Linked DNA regions of Mus musculus: all the other regions are linked to region 3. The links are chromatin contacts, called in public Hi-C and HiChIP or PLAC-seq maps. All regions are on one chromosome and are shown on one strand. The core of a region is the stretch at or near the end of the contact, and the rest is flanking DNA. Distances in the headings are between cores, read along the strand shown. Region 1 overlaps Dnah2 (dynein, axonemal, heavy chain 2). Region 2 overlaps Dnah2 (dynein, axonemal, heavy chain 2). Region 3 has its middle 4.8 kb from the start of Gm40039.

Region 1 (3,980 bases), core at 1,132-3,631, 210 kb before region 3:
ATGGTCTCTGCCATGGACAACTGTTGGCGAGGGCAAGGCAGGCTGTCCTGGTGGTCAGGGAGAATAGGGCGGCTCCGGATGACCAGGGAGAAAAGAGGCGGAGGGAGGGAGAGAGGGAGGGATAGGCATAGATGGGAGAAGGAAGGACAAAGAGAGAGACAGAAAGGAGGGAGACATTTGTTGGTTCATGGGTTTACTCCAGTGATTGACTTCTTTCAAGTAGGCCACACCTTCTAAAGTTTCTGTAGCTTTTGGTCTGTGAGACATCCTCTGATGAGGTCCAGACCCTCGTTATCTAATCACTTCCAGCAGGCTCCGCCTCTGGACCTGCTGCTTGAGGAACAAAGCCTTTAAGGGACACTTCAGATCCAAATTACAGCCACGGCAGAAGAGAAGACACAAGGAGAGGAGGAAGTAGACTTCCTGTCCTCCCCAAGGGCTCGAGAAACACCTACTTGTCGCTATGGAAGCCTAGTCTTTTAAGGCTGAGCCAAGTTTCCCAATGGGCTAGCTCCCTGCTCTGCCTTCTATCCCTTTTGGAATATGGGAGTCTCCCTAATGTATGGGGTTTTCAGTTGCCTAGCTGCCCCCTAGGAACAGCTTTGGGGGAAGTGTCTAGGAGAGAACACCCTTAGGGAAGCATCATAGCTACAGCTGTGAGTTCTACAGGGCTCATGTGGGCTCCACATAGAACTCAGCAGCTCTGTGGTTTCAGTTGAAAACAGGGCCATGCGAAACATAATGAGAGCACCTCTGAAGGAAGAAGACAGGATGAATAGGGAGTCAGGGCTGGGATGAGGAAGGACTCCATCTTGGAGCTGGGGCTGGGGAGAAAGTTAAGGGCAGGGTAAAAGTTGGGTAAGTGGGACACTTGAGAGACCGATTGAGGACAGGGAAACCCGGTTCTAAACAGACGGCTTCGTCTCCAGGCTATGCCGGCCGCACAGAGCTTCCAGAGAACCTAAAGTCCATGTTCCGCCCAATTGCCATGGTGGTGCCTGATTCTACGCTTATTGCGGAAATCATTCTCTTTGGGGAGGGCTTTGGCAACTGCAAGGTATTCTGATAATCTATTCCTTATTTTATTGTTGTTCCATGGAAAGAGGAGCCCCTGAAGGCCTCACAATCTGTTTATCCTACCGGGAGCTTAGAGTTCTGTTAGTGGGATCTGAAGCCAGAGGAGTATAGACGGACAGATGGGTGGTGGGGTGTCTGACTTCCGTGAAGCCACTAACCAATAATAGCACAGCCCACAAGATCTCCTACAATTGTTCAGAGCACTTCCTAGATGTTTCAAGTCCCTGACCTAGGTTCTAGTGTCTACAAGTGTCCCTAAAGGGGAGTTGTGGGAGGTGAGCTGTTGTCTCCTCTGCACGGTTCCCAGATCCTGGCCAAGAAGGTGTACACACTGTACTCACTGGCTGTGCAGCAGCTCTCCAGACAGGACCACTACGACTTCGGCCTGCGCGCCCTCACTTCCCTGTTGCGCTATGCTGGCAAGAAGCGTCGCCTACAGCCAGATCTGTCTGATGAAGAGGTAGGCCAAACTCATGGCCCTCGGATCTTTGCCTCCTTTGTCTCTGGTCTGATGATGTCTTCAGGAACATTTTCCAGCCTTTCTTTTCCTTCTCCAGATAGCGGTATTCCATGCACGCCTCTACCCCTGCCCTCCCCACCACCTCATGCTTTGCCCCCTGGCTCGCATGATTGTCCCTGTTGTGTTGCTGAGGACTGACTCTGGCATATCCATCGTCCTTAGGTCTCCCTTTAACCCCACAGGTTCTGCTGCTCTCCATGAGAGACATGAACATCGCCAAGCTGACGTCAGTGGATGTCCCATTGTTCAATGCTATTGTGCAGGACCTCTTCCCCAACATCGAGCTCCCGGTCATTGACTATGGCAAGGTGCTTGCTCCCCCATCTCTTTTACTTATTTATTTTAAGATTTATTATTATTATTATTATTATTATTAATTTAATGTATGTGAGTACACTGTCGCAGGATTTTCAGACACACCAGAAGAGGGCATCAGTTCCCATTACAGATGGTTGTGAACCACCATGTGGTTGCTAGGAATTGAACTCAGGACCTCTGGAAGAGCAGCCAGTGCTCTTAACCGCTGAGCCATCTCTCCAGCCCAGCCCCACCTCCTTTGAAAAAGAACGTTATTTTGAGTTGTGTGTGTCTATGTGGAGGTCAGAGGACAGTTTACAGGAACCGGTTCTCTCCTCCCACCAGCTGGGTCCCCGGGATCAGAGTTGGATCGTCAGGAATGGCTGCAGGTGCCTTTACTCGCTGCTCCCTCTTGCTGGCTCAGTATTTACTCTTTATCAGGCTCCCTGATTTCATGAGTAACTGTGCATCTGAGAACAGGAAGTGTGACTGTCCTGAACTTCTGTCACTCATTAGGTGTGACTTTGAATGACACAGTTGGCTCCACCTAGGACCCACACAAACAGCTTCCTCTCTGACTCATCTCCTTCTGGAGTCCTGGCTCACCGACACTTACTTACTTACTTACTTTCCTACTTAATTAATTAATTTAGAGGTGGGGTGTTACTATGTAACCCTGGCTGACCCACCCGGAACTCCCTATATAGACCAGGCTGGCCTCCTGCTAACAGGGGTTGATTGGCCTACTGCCTCACCATGGGTCACCATGTCGGGCTCAGGTAACTTCAACTCAGCAGATCCTTGAAATCACTGAAAGCCCAGCTACCCTGACTGGATCCACTAGCCCTCGCCCACCTCGCCTCCTGTCCTCATGGTGGGAACTTTGAAGAGAGTCTCTGGGAGCTCTGTGGTGTGTGAGAGCAGAGGAACAGAGGAGGGGCAGAGGCGTCCCCTCCTCGTGTTCGTCCACACACTCTGAGCTGTCCTTTCAGTTGAAACTGCTAAATGCTGGATTAAAAAATTCAAAGAAATATGTCCTTTTTTATTACATTGCTTAGATGGCAAGAATTCTAGGGGCCTTGGTGTGGTGACAGTGAGTGAAGGGACTTTGTGAGGCAAGTAGGTTCCAATGCTGTTTTCCTGCCGTGGAATTTTGTCAGTCTAAGGCACCAGGAGTTGGAAGGCAAGCAGCCCAAGCCTGAAGGTGGAACAACGTAAAGCCCACTGTTATAGAAGTCAGGCTACAGGGACTCACCCTCCCCATCAACTGATGGGAAGGACAACTTACAACCTAGGAAGATCTGTGCTTGTCCAAGCCCTGGTGGTGGCAGGGAGGGGGTCAAAGGATTCCTGCAGTCTCTTCAGCTCAGCCTCACGCTGTCCACAGTCAGCATTCACTCTATGGTGTAAAGTCTCAAGCTTCACCTGCAGGGCAGGAGAAGGGGGTGTCCGTTGTCAGTGCCCCCAGGCGACTGGTGGGAGCAAAGGGAAGAATGGCTTCTGGAGGAGCTCAGTCCAGAAGAGCCCTGAAGGCAGCACCAGCCTGACCGCTGCGGATGGAGGTTGGGAAAAGGAGCTGTTCGCTGAAGCCAGCTAGAGTTGTGTAACAGGACTCTGTCCCAGGAGAAGAAAGGAGCTGTATCTCTAAGATCTGGTGTCTTAATGGCCCCGGGTGACAGAGCCTCCCCTGCTGAGTAGAGGTGTCGAGCCTGAGGAACAGCAGGCAGGAGAGGAATGAGTCAGATTAACCAGTACTGAGGGAACGTTTGCAGACTAGATGCTTTCTTTCATCTCTCGGCTTAAAGAATTGAGGCATCCAGACAGGCAAGTGAAAGTATTCATTCTCTCCGGGGAATTCTTCTGACCCAAGAAGAATGACAGGGACATGGCATAAAGATCCCAAGTGCACTGTCGCCTGCAGGAGCCCCACACACCCAGCCATATAAACAGAAAATGGGAGTAGAGGTAGGAGAATCAGGAATTCAGGGCTAACCTTGGCTACATAAGGAATTTGAGGGTAGCCTGGTCTAGAATACACACACACACACACACACACACACACACACACACACACACACGACAGAGA
Region 2 (3,508 bases), core at 112-2,611, 230 kb before region 3:
TGATGCTGGACTGCTCTCACCTCAAGTTCTCGCTGGTGCAGCACTGCAACGAGTGGCAGAACAAGTTCACAACCCTGCTCAAGGAGATGGCAGCTGGGCGCCTTGCGGACCTGCACTCCTACCTCAAGGACAATGCTGAAAAGTAAGGATTGCCTGGGACACACGGGCATGGGGGCATGTGTGAGTGTGTGTGATTTGTGTGTGCAGGTGTGTGCGCATGTGCATGCAGGTGTGTGTGCCTGTGTGTGTGCCTGTATGTGTGCGTGTGTGTGTGCATGTGTGCATGTGCCTCTGTGTGTGTGCATGTGTGTATGTACAGGTATGTGTGTGTATGCACCTGTGCATTTGCCTGTGCGTGTGTGTGCACGCATGTGTGTGCATGCACGTGTCTGGGGATGTGCTTTTTACCTAATCCTTTCTTTCCTGACTTTTAGAATCAGCCACCCTCCCCAGACGCTGGAGGAGCTAGGGGTCAGCCTGCAGCTCATGGACACCCTGCAGCATGACCTACCCAACCTGGAGACTCAGATCCCCCCCATTCACGAGCAGTTTACCATTTTGGAGAAGTATGAGGTGCCAGTTCCGGACACTGTAAGTTCCCGAGGTGTTTGGTCCACCCCAGTCTCAAGCATAAAGCAGTGGTGACAGCCGGTGGAGGACCTTGTCCAGAGAAGTGAGAGAGGTGCAGAACTCCAGAGGACCCAGTCTAACTCAAATGATGCTGCTCCCCATCCGTTGATGACCTTCTTTTAGGCCCCAGCAACTTGAGATTAGTTTCTAGGGGATCGATCACGCACACAGAGCCTATTTATGAAGAGTCGGGCCCAGTGAATGGAGAGTGGGGTGGGGGTGGGGGCCAAGTGTTGCCCAGCATATGTGACGCCCTGGAAGCCTAGTCTCAGTGGGGAGAGGCCTGCTCCATGTGGGTCATCCTCCCTTCTGTTCCTCCCAGGTCCTGGAGATGCTGGAGAGCCTCAATGGGGAGTGGCTCACCTTCCAACAAATCCTGCTGGATAGCGAGCAGATGCTGAAGAAACACAAGGAGAAGTTCAAGACAGGCCTTATCCATGCCGCCGATGACTTCAAGAAGAAGGCACACAACCTTCTAGAAGACTTTGAGTTCAAAGGTTTGCCTTACTCCACCGCTCTCCCTCCTTTAGTCTTGGCTTTGGGCACTCAGCCTTTAAAATGTCTTGGGGAAGGTGAAAACAGACGGGGACATGGCCCGGCACACCAGAAGTCCCGGTGGGCAGCCCAGCGAAGGGAAAAAGCTACTGGGCAATGTGGGATGAGCTCACCAGAGCTGTGGGTTTCTGGTTGGGAGGGCTGGGCCGGAAGTGTTCTTACTTTGACTTCCTGCCCTCCACCTTTGCAGTCCAGATTTGGTGACCTTCCCTAAGACAACCCCACACACTCCCTCCTTCCCTTTCCTCTCTCCTGTGAGGGCAACAGTGGAATTTGCCCACTTAGTTGAGGGAGCCACAGGCTGGCCTTTCAAGAGGCCGTGGACCTGAGCAGGGGGGGGTGGGGGGTGGGGGGGGGGTGGTGGTGTGTCTGAGCCACACCTTGGCTTCCTGCAGGGCCGTTTACCAGCACCGTGGGCCACACGGCTGCACTGGATCAGATCGCACAGATGCGCGCCATGCTGATGGCCATGCGGGACGAGGAGAACAACCTCCGCTCCAATCTGGGCATCTTCAAGATCGAGCAGCCGGTCTCCAAGGACCTCCAGATCCTGGAGAAGGTGCTGGGCTGAGTGGGGCCCCGTAGAAACCAGGGATAAATAACAGGGATAGGACACTTCTCAGGGCCCGGGAATGGCTAGGACCAGGCTGATACGTTAGTTAGCAGCTTTGTGAGTTTTGTTTGTTTTGTTTTTGTTTTTGAGACAGGGTTTCTCTATGTAGTCTGGGCTGTCCTGGAGCTTGCTTTGTGGACCAGGCTGGCTTTAAACTCACAGAAATCCACCTGCCTCTACTTCCCAAGTGCTGGAAGTAAAGTCACAGGCCACCACTGCCCCATGTTTTTGTTTGTTTTTTTTTAAACTGAGATAAAATTCACACACTAGCCCAAGTATTTCCCACAGTTTAGTGGCACCGAGGTTATTCATAGTGCTGTGCAGCTGTCACCTCTGACTCTCATTTCAAAACATTTCCATGGGGTAGCTGAGATCACTGGGTAGCTGAGACCACGGGGTAGCTGAGGTCACAGAGTAGCTGAGATGGCTCAGGTGTTGCTTGCTGTCCAAGCCTAGCTGTAGAGGTAGAGGGCAAAAATGGACTTCATAAGGCTGTGATCTGACTTCCACATGTGCACAGTGACACACATGCACCTGCACACACACACACACACACACACACACACACACACACACACACACCCCACATGGAGTGTAAAGAGTGCTGGCTGCTGTCTTAGTATTCTGTTGCTGTGAAGAGACATCATGACCAGGACAACTCTTATAAAATAAAGCATTTAATTGAGGGCTGGTTACAGTTTCAGAGACTATAGGGAGCATGGCAGCATGCAGACAAACATGGCCCTGGAGAAGTAGCTGAGATTCCTACATCCAGACCCACAACCATCAGAACTTGAGAGAGAGCCCCTGGGCCCACTGAGGCTTGTGAAACCTCAAAGCCCACACTTCCTCCAGCCAGGCCACGCCTCCTCATCCTTCCCAAGTAGTGTCACTTCCTGATGACTAAGCATATGAGCCCATGGGAACCATGCTTGCTTTAACCCCCACATTCCACTCCCTGACGCCCCCCCCCCCCAATTAGGCCTGTAGATAGAGCATAATACAAAAAAATGCATTCAGTCCAACTTCAGAATTTCACATTGTAACAGCCTCAACACTGTTTCAAAATTCCAAAGTTTAAAGCCTCTTTTGAGACTCATGGCAATCTCTAAACTGTAACTCCCAGCAAAATCACAGTCAAAAAGTGGATCACGCCCGGCATGGTGGCACACACCTTTAATCCCAGCACTCGGGAGGCAGAGACAGGCAGATTTCTGAGTTCGAGGCCAGCCTGGTCTACAGAGTGAGTTCCAGGACAGCCAGGGCTACACAGAGAAACCCTGTCTCGAAAAACAAAAAAACAAAAAAAGTGGATCACAGGGTGCTGGAGAGATGGCTTAGCAATTAAGAGCACTGACTGCTCTACCAGAGGTCCTGAGTTCAATTCCCAGCAGCCACATGGTGGCTCACAACCATCTGTAATGGGATCGGATGCCCTCTTCTGGTGTGTCTGAAGACAGCTACGGTGTACTCACATATATAAAATAAATAAATAAATAGATCTTTTTTTTTTTAAAAAGTTGATCACATACTTCCAACATACAGTGGCATAGAATATCCATTTCCATTTCAAAGTGGAGGGAAGGGAGCATGGTGAGGAAATAAGGGACCAAAGGACACCATGCCAGAAAGCCAGCAGGGCCACCTCCATCTCGGCATCTCCATGTCTGATGTCAAAGCGCTCTTCAGATCTCCAACTCCTTTCAGCTT
Region 3 (3,729 bases), core at 1,001-3,500:
CTTTGGCCTTGGCAGCTGCTGCTTCAGCAGGGCATTGGGAAAAGTCTGACAGCGATCAATAAGGTCTCCCATTTACCCCACCAGAGAGATTTCATCTTTTGAAAGGGGGGGGGAATGTGTGCGGGGTGCTTGTGACAAGGATTTGACCCACAGTAAAAGACTTCATCATTTTCTTTCCTGACAATTTTTAACCTTTATCCCAATAACCCAAGGGGTGGGGGAAGGGCTCTTGATCTCGGTTGTTAACCCACGCTTCTTTCTCTAGCTTTTCGGGATATGTAGTTAAAGTCTGTGACCACCCTACCACACATCGGCACCCAGAGCGTCTCTCTGCTGTCTACCTGGAACTTAGTGCCGTGCGATCGACAGCCCAGCAGCCCCCACATTTCCCTCACTTGCCTTTGCGTTACTGAGTCATACCAGGAACACTGAAGGAGAAGAAGAAAAGTTTAAGTCGCCGACTTCCTAGAAGCCAGACGACATTGTACATTGTACTCATCTCTGAACTTGCTTTTGAGCAAGCCAGGACTTCCGCTCTGGTCTGGGGTTGTTTTGTTTCCCTCAGAATTGCACCTGAACAAGAACACAAAGCAAATTTAGAAACAAGCATCTCCTGTCCTCTGATCACTGAGGCCTGCCTCCCTATCCCTGCCTCCCCCCAAAAAGAGCCGCAGGATCCTTTAAAGTAAAAGGTTCCTTACTGAGATGAAGATGGTGAGAGTCTGGGGGCCTCAGCCCAGAGAGCCCCAGGCAGACACGGACAGTATGAATGGCACCCAGAGTCCATCTCTGACTCAATTAGGCGGAATCAATCTTGTCACTGAGTTTCCAAGGAAATTCAATTAGAGGTCAAGTGTAGGAAGCCGGCTAACGGTGGCTTAAGCAGCAGACATGACAGGCGGTCGATAGCTGCCTGGGGATGAGATGGACTTCAGAGTCCCTGAGTCTGAGCGAGAGGCAGGAGCGGTCGAGGAAGAGACTCCTAAAGGACCTGACCACCCAGGGTCCAAGCCAAGTACAGAGACCGCAAAGGAAGGACCCACACGGCTCAGTTACCAGGTATTCACAGGGCATGGGAAGGGTCATCAGGACCCAGGAGGGAGCTGTGGCACCAGTGTGTGCAATCCGTATGGGCAGAAGCCTTTGTGCCCAGTCACACACAGTGAGGCTAGAAGAAAAGTCTTAACACTTGATGAGAAAGGTCGAGGTTGGGAGGTGCTGCCTCTGTTAAACTTGGAGTCGTTTCCCCCTCTAGTGGTCACGCAGATCTTTACAAGGGCACGTTGTTTGTAAATTAAAAACAAAACAAAGCCAAACAACAGAAAACAAAAAACAAAAACACCTCCAAAACCCAAAAACCAACCAACCAACCAAACAAACAAAAAACCCAGAAATTAAATAAAATGACTAAATTTAGTACAATAGACAAAAACCTTAGGCTGGGCATGACAGTGCACACCTTTAATCCAGCATTCAGAGGCAGAAGGAACTCTTGTGAGTTCAAGATTAGCTTAGGCAACATAGAGAGACCCTGTTGTTAATAATAATAGTAATAGTGCTGGAGAGGTGGCTCAGTGGTTAAAAGCACTGATTGCTTCTCCAGAGGTCCTGAGTTCAACTCCCAGCAACTACATGGTGGCTTACCACCATCTGTAATGGGGTCTGATGCCCTCTTCTGGTGTGTCTGAAGACAGCTGCAGTGTACTCATATACATTGAATAAACAGTATCTTTTTAAAAAATAATAATGGCCAGGGGGATAGCTCAGTGGGTAAGAACATGCCCTATGACTTGAATTGGACCTCTAGGACCCACACTGTAGAAGAAGGGATCTAGACACAGACAGACAAACAGACAGACATGCACACACACGGTGAGGGAGGAGATAAATACTAAAGAACTTTTAAACACATGAACAGAAGTGAAATACAAACTCAGAGAGAAATGTAAGATAAAAACCAGTAATGCCATTTTTCCCTACTTAATAGACTGGCAAAGAACCCCAGATCCAAGGTTGGACATCATACTCCGATGGTCATTTGAGAGAACCTGATAACCTTGCACTTCCCCCTTGACAGCACAAGCACACACTGTAAGGTACTCGCTTATCTATGCAGCATGACAGAAAACCTCTGAGACGCTCACAGCCACAGTGAAAACAACCCAAGTGCCGGATCCTGGGAGACTGCCTATGTGTAAGTCACATGGTGGACTAAATATAATACAGAGTGTGGGGGTGGGGGAGGAGGAAGAAGTCTGTGTACTGATTTGAGTTCCTAGGCGGCCATTACTGAGTACTGCAGGTGCGGGAGGAGAGAGGATGCGCTTGCTCGCTGCCTCTTCAACAGAAAGGAGGGGGCGGGGCAGAGCGCACACTTGGGGGAAATGTCTCTTTTACTGGAAGAGGAAAGAGAGAAGACAGGGGAGGAATTGCTGTTCCATGCCGTCCTTTTACAGCAATGTGATTCTTAAAGATATACATCTTTTTTTTTTTTTTTTTTAGTTTTTAAAATTTCCCAAGACAGAGAGATGGTCTGCAGATAGTGGGGTTGAACTTGCCCTCTGGGAATTGGGAAAACACTAGGGAATTACAAGGCAGAGAGCATTTCTGGAAACCCCTCCCCCACAGCTGGAGGCATAGAACTCAACACATTATGGAAGTGGCCTTAGCAAGAGGATTTGTTTTGGGGTCTAGGATGGAACCTGGGGTGATACTAGGCTCTGCCGCAGACACATCGCAGCCCATAGTTCTGTATTTAACATTTTAAAAATTATGTATGTGTTCTTTGCCTATATGTGTATCTGTGCACCACACAAGTGCTTGATGCCCAGGGAGACCAGAAGAAGATGTCAGATTCCCTGGAACTGGAGTTACAGATGGTTGTAAGCCACCACGTGGATATTAGGAATAGAATCCTGGTCCTCTGGAAGAACAGCCAGCGCTCTTAACCACTGAGCCAGCCTAGTTCTGTGGTTATTAAAATTATTTATTTTTCACATAGTTCCCAAGAGTAAGACTCGAGAAAAGAACACACAGACTCACTTACCAGAGGACCCACAGTACACAGGGTGAGGATAACGCCTGGAGCCAGGGTCCGGCTTCATCACGTGACGGGGTCAGGCTTCATCACGTGAGGAAACCGACCTCTTTTCTGGATGGAGTAACAGCCAATCAGAGCTGCAGCGTCTCTAGACTACAGCTACAAGAGGTCTTTTCTGCACTAGATTTGGTCCTGCCATCTTCAGAGAGTGGCCCTTGGTTTGTTTTTGTTTTCTTTTCTTTCTTTCTTTTCTTTTTTTTTTTTTTTTTTTTTTTGGTTCTTTCGAGACAGGGTTTCTCTGTATAGCCCTGGCTGCCCTGGAACTCACTTTGTAGACCAGGCTGGCCTCGAACTCAGAAATCCGCCTGCCTCTGCCTCCTGAGTGCTGGGATTAAAGGCGTGCGCCACCACGCCTGGCTGAGAGTGGCCCTTGTTAAATGACCGTGCACTACAGTGATGGAACACAAGAGCTATTCTCCCACTTCCTAGTCAGACTCAGAAGTTTTGTGGAGCCAAGGGGGTCAGTTCATCCACTCAGGTGTAAGGCAGAAGGCAAGAGGAACAGACTGGCCGCATGATGGAGAATTCTGCATTTTATGTAACTAACCAAGTTTTTGAGGAGTTGCTGGTGTTTGTTTCAAAAGTCCACTCCTGCCAAGCACAGTGGCACAGGACTTTGGGACCTCCAG

The links. HiChIP or PLAC-seq counts read pairs in DNA pulled down with a chosen protein or histone mark. A called contact is a pair of places that touch in the nucleus more often than the background predicts.
Region 1: a contact with region 3 is called in a Hi-C map of the N1E-115 cell line, with 2.6 times the contacts expected there. The contact joins two enhancer-like sites. A contact is called at or near these places in 1 of 15 datasets of contacts at CTCF or cohesin (large pre-B cells), 3 of 484 Hi-C or Micro-C datasets (the N1E-115 cell line, bone marrow-derived macrophages and embryonic stem cells), 10 of 115 datasets of contacts at active chromatin or transcription factors (T-cell acute lymphoblastic leukemia, bone marrow-derived macrophages, embryonic basal ganglia and 5 more) and 3 of 9 other capture datasets (adipose tissue, embryonic stem cells and liver).
Region 2: a CTCF HiChIP or PLAC-seq map of CD8 T cells shows a contact between it and region 3, with 5 read pairs. The contact joins two enhancer-like sites. A contact is called at or near these places in 3 of 15 datasets of contacts at CTCF or cohesin (CD8 T cells, the NIH/3T3 cell line and large pre-B cells), 26 of 484 Hi-C or Micro-C datasets (B cells, the C2C12 cell line, CD4 T cells and 17 more) and 17 of 115 datasets of contacts at active chromatin or transcription factors (CD4 single positive thymocytes, the NIH/3T3 cell line, SST interneurons and 11 more).

The regions. Positions count from the first base shown.
Region 1 is chr11:69,471,277-69,475,256 of GRCm38.p6, reverse strand. Dnah2 (dynein, axonemal, heavy chain 2) reads left to right here. Exons shown (of 86, transcript NM_001081330.1): 37 at 930-1,057; 38 at 1,385-1,537; 39 at 1,780-1,905. Among named protein-coding and RNA genes, the nearest start is that of Kdm6b, 57 kb to the right of the region's middle. Within about 2 kb of position 2,381, at least 71 of the 459 cell types and tissues checked have an H3K27ac peak or open chromatin away from gene starts, as enhancers often do. A contact at or near this core is called in the N1E-115 cell line and T-cell acute lymphoblastic leukemia, where this site is marked.
Region 2 is chr11:69,489,739-69,493,246 of GRCm38.p6, reverse strand. Dnah2 (dynein, axonemal, heavy chain 2) reads left to right here. Exons shown (of 86, transcript NM_001081330.1): 19 at 1-142; 20 at 435-591; 21 at 953-1,127; 22 at 1,581-1,744. Among named protein-coding and RNA genes, the nearest start is that of Dnah2, 58 kb to the left of the region's middle. Within about 2 kb of position 1,361, at least 16 of the 459 cell types and tissues checked have an H3K27ac peak or open chromatin away from gene starts, as enhancers often do. A contact at or near this core is called in CD8 T cells and regulatory T cells, where this site is marked.
Region 3 is chr11:69,264,997-69,268,725 of GRCm38.p6, reverse strand. No RefSeq gene overlaps it. Among named protein-coding and RNA genes, the nearest start is that of Gm40039, 4.8 kb to the right of the region's middle. Within about 2 kb of position 2,250, at least 104 of the 459 cell types and tissues checked have an H3K27ac peak or open chromatin away from gene starts, as enhancers often do. A contact at or near this core is called in CD8 T cells, the N1E-115 cell line, T-cell acute lymphoblastic leukemia and 1 more, where this site is marked.